3 separate regions of the Mus musculus genome follow, and regions 1 and 2 are each linked to region 3. The links are chromatin contacts, called in public promoter capture Hi-C maps. All regions are on one chromosome and are shown on one strand. The core of a region is the stretch at or near the end of the contact, and the rest is flanking DNA. Distances in the headings are between cores, read along the strand shown. Region 1 holds the start of Slc22a21 (solute carrier family 22 (organic cation transporter), member 21). Region 2 holds the start of P4ha2 (procollagen-proline, 2-oxoglutarate 4-dioxygenase (proline 4-hydroxylase), alpha II polypeptide). Region 3 holds the start of Il13 (interleukin 13).

The links. Promoter capture Hi-C pulls out the DNA fragments that hold promoters and counts their contacts.
Region 1: a contact with region 3 is called in a promoter capture Hi-C map of liver, with 3 times the contacts expected there. The contact joins the promoter of Slc22a21 here to the promoter of Il13 in region 3. A contact is called at or near these places in 9 of 39 promoter capture datasets (the 3T3-L1 cell line, cranial neural crest, embryonic stem cells and 4 more) and 1 of 484 Hi-C or Micro-C datasets (nephron progenitors).
Region 2: a contact with region 3 is called in a promoter capture Hi-C map of hippocampal neurons, with 2.1 times the contacts expected there. The contact joins the promoter of P4ha2 here to the promoter of Il13 in region 3. A contact is called at or near these places in 4 of 39 promoter capture datasets (hippocampal neurons, liver and stem cell-derived epiblast-like cells) and 1 of 115 datasets of contacts at active chromatin or transcription factors (extraembryonic endoderm stem cells).

The regions. Positions count from the first base shown.
Region 1 is chr11:53,978,399-53,981,641 of GRCm38.p6, forward strand. Slc22a21 (solute carrier family 22 (organic cation transporter), member 21) reads right to left here and starts at 1,935. Exons shown (of 10, transcript NM_019723.3): 1 at 1,067-1,935. The coding sequence starts at 1,459. It overlaps Gm30927 (predicted gene, 30927), which reads left to right and starts at 1,633. Exons shown (of 4, transcript NR_168634.1): 1 at 1,633-1,939; 2 at 2,911-2,999.
Region 2 is chr11:54,099,651-54,102,999 of GRCm38.p6, forward strand. P4ha2 (procollagen-proline, 2-oxoglutarate 4-dioxygenase (proline 4-hydroxylase), alpha II polypeptide) reads left to right here and starts at 1,274. Exons shown (of 16, transcript NM_001136076.2): 1 at 1,274-1,390; 2 at 1,870-1,997.
Region 3 is chr11:53,633,033-53,636,166 of GRCm38.p6, forward strand. It overlaps Il13 (interleukin 13), which reads right to left and starts at 1,670. Exons shown (of 4, transcript NM_008355.3): 1 at 1,462-1,670; 2 at 128-181. The coding sequence starts at 1,602.

The sequences.
Region 1 (3,243 bases), core at 685-3,184, 350 kb after region 3:
GTGAGTGCATGTTACATGTCCTGAGCAGAAGACGGTGCTGGATTATCTGAGACTGGAGTTACAGGTGGTAGAAAGCTGCCTGGTGTGGGTTCTAGAAACTGAACTCAGGTCCTTTATATGAGAACCTCTTTAATTCTTTCCTCCATTTTTTTCCCCAAGGGGCTTGTATCTAAAATTAGGTCTTTCTTTATGATTGAGCAGTAAGCACTCTTATCCACTGAATTATCTCTCTAGCTCCAAAAAGTACCTCTTGACCTCATACATAATGAGGATTATTTTTCTATTATGGGGATAGAGGAGTGGGTACAAACCCCAGGTGCCCAAGTCACTAAACACATCCACATGCACCATTAAACAGCATGTCACATCCCCCAGCTGAGTGACTGAGAAATGTCAAAGTCACCCAAGAATAAAGTGTAAGGGAATGAGGAATTAGGTTTCCATCGCTCTTCAGAGTAACCTTACATGCCTTACCTAACCTCTTCAGTGATCTTGTCCCAGAATACTGTGGAAAAGACTCCATACCAACAAGTCACCCTGGATAGATCTGCAGACACATGGGTCCTTAAGAAGTAACAATCCATCGCTGGCAAATGGAAAACAGTTTCTCCTGGGGCATGGCAAGACTTCATTTTGGGGTAAGGATAGGTGAGGGAAGAAAGAATAACTCCAGAAAGGGTAGAGAGTTTGGAACACACGTTTCTTTAACTTTAAAAAGTTCTGCAAAGAGTCTTTCCTTTCTGAACAGAGGCTAAAACCTGTGGTCTCTTCTCTGGAGCAAGTCTGAATCCGGCCCCTCTGAATCACATCACTACCTCGAGAAAGTCCCACCACTCAGGGTCTCAGGGCATCTCCTAGGGGCAGAACCTTCTGGACTCTATCTTCAATGGGACCCTATGGACGGATGGTCTGCCAGACATTTGTCCTCTGAGGGGCGTACTATGGCTAGAAGTCATCTCATAAAATGTTCTTAAAGGATGCTCATCACCAGGGAGCTTGTGGTTAAACTAAGGAACAACCATTGCCTGCGATGTCACCAGACCCTGACAGGGGGGCTGTCACCTACCTCTGTCACGATGGTGGACAGGAAGATGTCCTTGTCGTACTCCCAGCCATCCAGGCAGTTCTCCTGCTCCAGCTGCTCCAGGTCCACGTCCCGTCCCGGCTCCAGCCCTAGCTCAGAGAAGTTGGCGATGGTGGCCAGTCGGTAGCGGCGGCATTTCTGAGGCACCTCTGGTCCGTCCTTCGTCTCCATCGGGATACTGTGGTTGCGCCACGCGCTGCTCAGGTTCACGGTGTCTGGTATCCGGCAACGGTGCTCCGGGATCGCCGTCAGGAACACGGCTGACAACCCAGTAAAGCCATTGGGGATGATGCTGGCGCTGAGCAGGAAGAAGATGAGGCGCTGGAAGGTCCCCCACTCGCCCAGGAAGGCGGTCACCTCGTCGTAGTCAAGCATAGAGTCGGCAGCCCACGGCGTCCCGCCGGGAATCCGAGGATACTCGGGCGCAGTGGGCGGCGCACGGTTTGTCCGTGCACGCGGAGCACCAGTCACTCGTCGAAGAGGAGTTCGAGAAAGCGTCGGGAGACGTTTTCCACACGGAGAAGCTCGTGAGTTCCTCCCGCCGCCTCAGACCCCGCCAGCGCCAGAGACACCGAGGACGTGAGGCCATGATGGACTCCGCGCGGAGTCTGGCCTAGACTGCAAGGCCGGCCGTGCAGTCCTGAGGCGAACCGTGGGGTGGGCGCGGCAGGAGTCTGAGTGATCCGTAGTGGGCACTGGACGCGCCTGTACGTGAGGCGGGTCTGGTCCCGGTCTCCGAGCTGGCTGGACAGTGCGGAAGCGGGATGGAGCCTGGCTTCAGAACTGCGCGGGTGTGAGGGAGCCTAGGAGTCCCTTGCCTACTACTCTGAGCTGTTCGCTGAGGAACGCCCTGAGGTAAAGTCCTTCCCAGTCGAGAGCAAGCGAGTCGGGCTGGGGGCGGGGCCGCTGTAGTCCCCGCCCCGAAGCTGCTGCTAGAGGGAGGGACGGGTCTTCTCAAGCCACACCCCCCGAGCGAGTCGGGCTGGGGGCGGGGCCGCTGTAGTCCCCGCCCCGAAGCTGCTGCTAGAGGGAGGGATGGGTCTTCTCAAGCCACAACCCCGAGCTGGTCCCCAGGGCTCCTTTGGGGGAAGTTGTGACCAAGCTGGGTGTTGACTTGGAGAAAGGCGTAGGATTTCGGTATGAAACACCCTCTCAACTTTTTGTTATGGGTCAGAAAGGGATTGTATCCCACCAAAAGTCTTCTCCTTCAATGGACCTGAGTTCAATTCCCAGCACGCATTGGAGGCTTACAACCTTCTGGTAACTCCAGTTCCGGGGGAACTAATCCCCTTTTCTGGTCCCCTGTCACATATAGTGCACAGACATACATGCAATCAAAACGCCCACTCACATAATGTCATATTATAATAATCATTAAGAGATTGAGACAAATTTTGAGGCTGTGGTCATGAGGCTGTGGGCAATGAATTTCAATTTCTAGGCTCTGTTCTGTGCTTTATGTTTTTAAAGATTAAGAAATCATTCAGTTATTCATCAAATCGACTTAAGCAAATATAAAAATTTAACTTCAAGATTAAGGATCTTAGTCTAGGATTATACCCTCAAATTAGTTATTTTTTACAGTTAATTCAGGAGCTGACTGGTGATCTACATAGTTCCAGGCCAGTCAGGACTACACAGTGAAACCCGTCTTAAAACAAACACAGAGCCTTACAATGAAATCCATTGTTTTGTGCAAATAGTATTTCCTAAAATTAAAAAGATAAGGTATAAAAATAGCAATTGTGTAATTCTAAAGTAATATTGTCAAATGAAATGAGAAGTTACATTTATAATTTTATTTATTTATTTATTTACTTATTTAGATGGGGCCTACTGTATTTCCCTGGCTTTACCTGCAACTTTGGTCACAAATGACCACCTGCCTCATCCTCTCTAGTAGCAGGGACAACAGGTGTGTACAGCAGATGCACATTATCATTAAAATTGTCTTGGTAGCTGTTGTATTCGTAACTTTTCTGGTTACAGAGACAAAAGCAATTTAAGGGAGAAGAGGTTTGGGCTTGTGCTTAGAGGGTAGAGTCGGTCACTCTGGGAAGGCCGGGTGGCAGGAGTCAGCTTGTCACAGTCGCCTCAGTCAGGAAGCCAGGAGAGAGAAATGCTGGTGCTCAGCTTGCTTTCTCTCCTCTTACTTAGTC
Region 2 (3,349 bases), core at 24-2,523, 470 kb after region 3:
GGATGGGGGATAACAACTGGACTGTAAAAAAAAAAAAGATTAAAGATAATTTAAAAAAAAATAAAAAAGAGCATACACCATGTAAGGGTGATTTAACAACGGTAAAGCAATAAACATAATACAGTAACTGTTGGGGGCTGTTGTGGAGCTAGAAGGTCTGAGAGATAGGCCAAGAAGATGGACTTTGCTTGCTTGGTTGGCCAAGGAGAGATGCACAGTGGGTGGTAGAGTGGGGTGAGGGTTATGTTTCCATAGCCATGGATTGAAGGTATTTATAGGCCAATGGGAAAGATCCTGTGGAGAGGGGGAGGAGGAGGAGGAGGAGGAGGAGGAGGAGGAGGAGGAGGAGGAGGAGGAGGAGGAGGACCACTCCGGACAGAGAAGTGGGCGGGCATGGGGAGGATCTGAGGATCTGGGCAAACTGTACTTTCTGTGGCATAGCAGATGCAGAAAGGTTTGTGCATGGTTTCAACTGGGCTCTTGGCTGGTAGCTGCCACAGACACGGACAAGTGGCCAGGTAGTATTTTCTGAGTTGTTTCTGTGTGTCTGTCTTTCCTAGTCTGGGCCGTCTGCCTGGTCCATGCCATTATAGGGAAATCCACACCAAACTCCAGGCACAGTCCCACAGGCCGGGCATCTCCGTTCTGGGCTCTGCTCCCTGATGAGATTCTCAGACTGCTTCCCCTCATTCATGGAGAAGCAAGCTTACAGGGCAGGCGTGGGAACCTGCTCAGCTGCCAGAGCATCCTTCAGTTCAGATCGAGGTCGGTTGCTTCCCTGTCTTCTTGACTGTGTGTGTCTCAGACAGAGCTGGTTGAGGTGTCCAATCTCATTGGCCTGTGTTATAAGCCATAGGTTGGCCCTAGGATGAGATGCTCCAGGCTACGCCAACTTCTCACATTTACAGAAGAGCCGAAGCCTGGCTAGCCTGAGCCCCTCAGAGAAGCAGTTAGGCTTTGGAGATGGGTCATCTGGAGAGATGAGGTGCGCTGACATCTCAGACCCTTGTCTTTTCCCTCCCTCCACTCCCCTCCCAGGATACTCAATTCCCGATCTTAGTGACGCCAGCCTCCTGCAATTTGCCGGTGGTAATGGATGTGGGGGTGGTGGGACCACAGAGGGCTGGAGCAGGCTGGGATGGGGGCGCCGCCCCTGGTGCCGGTCCCACGCGGCGCAAGGAGGTGTGCATCGCATACGTGCAGCGCGTGGCGGCTCGGGCCTTCCCGAAGGCTCCAGTGGCTCGGAGCCAGGCCCGGGCGGGCCCGGGGGGCGGGAGGTGGGGACGTGGCGGAGGCTCAAGCGGGCGGAGACTGTGACGAGGGCGGAGCCGAGAGCGCCGGGGCGACGCCGCGGGAGGTTCTGGAAACGCCGGCTTCTGCGCGTGTTCAGGTGAGCGCGGGTCCGCAGGGTCGTCGCCGGGCTGGGCTCGGGTCCCGGTGGCCGGGCGGTGCGTTCTGCTCTGCGCGGAGCCGGGAGCTGGATCCGGGGTCCCTCAGCCCCGTGCCCCGCGTCCGGCGCCCTGATTCTGCACCCGCCTGGGTTCCTGTCCCGCCCGCGTCCCTTCCCAGGGTTAGGGCGGTGAGGTCAGCGGTGCCCTTCCTGCCGGTACTGTTAGGCCGGGCCGGACAGGACACTTGGCGGGCTCCCGGGAAGGGGCGACCTGACCCCGGGGTCGCCCCCCGATCTAAGGCGGAGGCGCCCGCCTGGCCCCGAAGGCGGCGCTGCTTAGGATGAGGAAGACCCCTGGCTCCCAACCCTGGCAAGGACCAGCTTGGTCGCTGCCAGTTTTATGGGCTCTTAAATCAGAAACTCTCCTCCTATCTGTCAGAAGACATCCTTGTCGAACCTCTGATGTTTTCCCTGAGCAGTTTCAGAGACCGGTGGCGATTGGCTGACTGATTCAACAAATAGAGCATTCTCTGTGCCTGGAGACTTTCAAGGACTGAGGCAGGCAGAAGGGAAGACTCAGAAAGTTCAGGTCCAGAGCATCAGCAAGGTAAGTACTGAGTTAGTGTGGAGTTTGGGCTGTGTGGACTTGGTAGATGTCTGGATGCTTCCGGGCAGGAGACATGGGCTGGGGTGGGAGGCTCCGGTAAACTGGATTGGTCACTTAGGAACCTGGACTGAGGAATCACCCTGAGTGGCCGCAAGCTTGGGCCAGTATCACGTCTGTGGTACAGTAGTGGAATCAAGGTAACGGAAAAGGGCCGCTTTAGGGAATAGCTGTCCAAGGGCCCCACCCACAAGCAGTGAGAGATCTGCATGAGGAAAGTCCACTGAGCCCTTGCAAGGTGAGCATGGGTCTGGGTACTTCTGTCGCAGGATTTTACTGGGAAGTACAGGTGGGTCTTCCTGTCATCTGTATTCTAATGTGTCATTTACTATGCTGAAGGAGATCATTGAATTGCCCCCTACAGCAACTCTGCTGTGCTCTCAACGCGCTAAGGAGTCTCAGTACAAGAGAATCATTGGGGAAAGGCCTCCAGCCAACTCACTCCATCCTTGCGACGTGGCTTCCCTGACTGGGCCACACAGTGGATCCTTACCCTGAAGAATGACACTTTAAGGATTTTGCTTCTTAATGCAGGCCATCTCGTTACTGACACCTTATCCCTCCTGATGGAAGAGCTTCCTGGAACTAAGAGCAGGGTCCCAGTGCACCACTTTGTAGCTTCTGACATCCTCAAACGTTCTCAGCTTTGCAGAGGTCTATTGTCTAGCTCAAAATTTATAGGGTGATTTTGCAAGTTGTTGCTTGTTCTGAATTTATATCACATCCAAGTCAGCCCATGGTTGAGTGCCCTGTTAAATTGACCAGGCTTTCCTCTGGCGTGTATCTCCACTGCCTCTGAAGTGTCCAGGGTGTAGTCTCTCGATATGGTTCTGTGTGTGCCTCAAGGCCAGCCTCTCGGCTCCTCTCCATGTACAGAATGTTTGACCTTGGGATTCTTTTCTTCTTGGGCCTTCTTGTCCTCACACGAGCTTGTCCACTGTGTGGCCCAGCCAGTGAAGCCACATTGCTTGATGGAGTGAGTTGGCTGGAGGCCCTAGCCTGAAGATTCTGTCATATTGATCCTCCTTATTACCGTCAGAGCTCAGCAGGCAGATATGGTGACAACTCAACTGAAGCATTGTGTGTGACCTTTGGGAGTCCCTCCACATTGTCACAGGCTCTGCAGAGAGACTTACTTATCTATAGATTGGACTGCGTACAATGGACTGTGGGTTGTTCCTTGAATTGCATGTGCTTCATATCTGACTAGACTGGGCCTGGGGCTTGAATGAGGGAGAAGACAGGCGGTGGGGGAGGAGCTCTTTTTGCCCACAGGCAGCTCATAATCTCTCTGA
Region 3 (3,134 bases), core at 420-2,919:
CCCGACATTCTAGGCATGCCTATCTCTGAAGGTTGTTTGCAAAGCTCTAGCTACATGAGTGGGGCTTAGAGAAAAGAAGCCAACAGCCAATAACCGCCGCCACATCCCCTCAGGCCAGGTTCCTTACCCCGCCAGCGGCCAGGTCCACACTCCATACCATGCTGCCGTTGCACAGGGGAGTCTAAGGAAGCAAAGAGACCGTGAGTAGACCGGTAGCAGGAGTCACAGGCCTACCCCAGCCAGGCCAGGCCCACAAGCATCCCTCGGGTAGCATAGAGCCTGGCTTGACAACCCCTCAACACCCTATGCTTCGCTGTCTAGTCTGCATAAGGAGCTAGGGCAGGAAATAGAGTCTTGGAGCTGAAAGAGGGAAACTGAGTGGCTGTTGGCAGGGGAAATGCCTTATCTGAAGCTTGCCACTGTCTGGGCAGGAGGACGGGGGTCTACAGAGAAGGCCAGAGTGAGGTTTTATAAAGGAGGGGTGGGGGAGGCTGCTGTTGACCTAGTCAAGTCAAGTGGGAGGCAGTGGGAGCCTAGTGGACCACTTCTCTTCTCTGAATGAGACACCATGTTAGGGACACACACACGAGGCCTCAGGTGAGATTCTTAAAAGGCTTGAGTCTGACATTAGCCTCCCTGGACCTCACAAAAGGAAACCACCATGCCAGCCTCTGGGGGTGTCAATAAAGATAAGACAGCATCCAGTGCCAGGCTTGGCAGTAATCAGTGGTCAGATGCTATGAGCTGATTTTCCAGTAGAGAGAGGAGTTGGCGTCACTGCGTCCTGTCCCACTGACTGAAACCCTGACAGGGACATGGGTTAAGAAATCCAGATGGACATGACATGGGAAACCCAGCTGGCAGATGCCAAATGGTTCTAGGAAGCTGCTGGCTCGTCCCGGTTTTCCTCTGTGGAAGAGTCCCGAGCTAGTAGAAGTGGGGCCAGGCCTCGGGTGACTCTGCCAACCCCTGCAAGGTCCATCTGTTAGCCATGGCCACGCCATTTTGAGAAAATCCTCCATTTTGGATAAACAGTGGTCGCCACTCCTACACGTCCCTGATAACGACTAGCCAGTCATTATCAGATCAGATAAGGATCAGCTGGCCCTCTTGCTTGCTTCTTTGAATACTGATAGCAAGCTTTGGACCAACATCTCAACTCTTCCCTGTCCCCATAACTATCCCTAGGCTATGAGCAGTTGGAGAGCTGTCTGGTTTCCCCATCCAGAGGTTTCTTCTCCACGGGTTTTCTTAGATTAAACCTGTCCTGTTGTAAAGGTCTTTTCTTTGGGGGAACCCTTTACTGTCCATACACTGTTGCACCCTCCCCCCCCCCAAGTTAGCTGCTCTTCTTCCTCATTTTTGAGCCCGGTGACCAGGGGGCTTCGTCTGTCACTCACACAGGCCCAGACCCAGCCTGCTCATGACCTCTTCCGGGAAGGGGCTGTGTGTGCTACTCACCTGGTCTTGTGTGATGTTGCTCAGCTCCTCAATAAGCTCCTTAAGGGTCAGAGGGAGAGACACAGATCTTGGCACCGGCCCTGGGGCGGCGAGACCACCAAGGCAAGCAAGAGCCAGGACTGCAGTCACCCAGAGCGCCATGAAGCCCAGAGCCAGTGAGAGAACCAGGGAGCTGTAGAACTGTGGGCTGGCCTAGGCTGCTGGCTTGTGGCCTTAGCCTGTTGAAGCAGCTTTTATAAACCAAAGTGATGACGCCTCACCCCTGGTCTCTGCTTTGTTGGGCATTATCTGAAAACCACATCTTTACTCATCTTGAATTTTTTTTTTTCTTTTTTGGAAAATCCAGTGGCCGCTAAAGGAAAGAGTCTGATTTAGTGGATTTATTGAGAAGGGTCTGGGACAGGGTTTCCAGGTTCTGGGTGGTTTATTTCCACGGTGGGCATCAGCAAAGCTAACTTCCGCCCCAGTAATTCCACCCGCTGACCGCCCCAAGCTCCTGAGCAGCCAGCCCAATGCTGACCCCTTGATCACTAAGTACTTGTCACCCTTTGGGCAGGTGAGTATCAGTCTATTAGCTGTGAGAATTGGGGAAGTTTTCTCCTTTCTTTCTTTCTTCCTTCCTCCCTTCCTTCCTTTCTTCTTTCTTTCTTTTCTTTTTTTCTTCTTAATTTCAACAAACGTATCTGATAAATCACCAAAGCAATGCATGGTTTGGATACAAAATTTAAACAGGACAGAGAGACTAAGAAGCCACTTCCAACCACACTATTGTTCCTCAGCTGCACGAGTGGGAGGGATATAGACGTTTGTACTGCCCAAAGGTTCGCTGAAATGCAGCTGGCTCAGGTATTCCCCTGACCTTTAAGGAGTAAATCTCTTCTGATGCTAATTCTGCCAGTGGGCAGCTTGAACACCCGGCCCACCAGTGTCTTCTCTTGACCCTTCTGTTGGGACACTATATCTGGGTTGGGCCAGCAGCAGGCTGCCCAAACTCCAGCCCAGGCCAAAGAGCATTAATGCTGTTGATAAGGCCGAGACTGTGGCCATCACACTCCCCCAGCCCCCACCCCTACCCCAACCTCCACGTCTCCGCAGAAGCTGCGCTGATCCTGCAAGGGCCTCAAATTTCCCAGAATGTTGAAAATGATTGGAGCTGCAGCATCTCTGCTGCAGGGACACCCGCACATAGCCTTTTCCCTACTCTTTCCTCATACTGAGCCACCCACCCCCTGCAGAGGCCGCAGCATTTGCCTATTGGGTAGTGATGTCAAGATGCACCCTCACCCACTTCCTCCCTCAGGCCAGCAGAGGCCCCTCCATGGCCCCTCTTCTTTCTCAGACTCTTTCCCCACCCGTTTCTTCTCCTCAGCCAGATTCCATCTTCTCACAAATTTCCTGACGCCCTCACTCCTGCAGGGCCTAGTCCTGCCCAGCTCCCTTCCCACTGGGGAAAACATGACAGCTTTCTGTCCACAGTGGAGGTGCCCCCCGACCTTCTACAGATCTGGGAACTGGAAATCTGCCTCCGTCCCTTGTGCCCTCCCGGGATTTGAAGTGCCTTGCCTAGCCAAATGACCCCTGTGGGGCCTCAGTTTCTCAATCTGGAGGACAGGGCAAGGTGGCAGATCCCTTGGAGGTCTCCTGGGGTGGGGAAAGGCTTGGGGAAACACCTT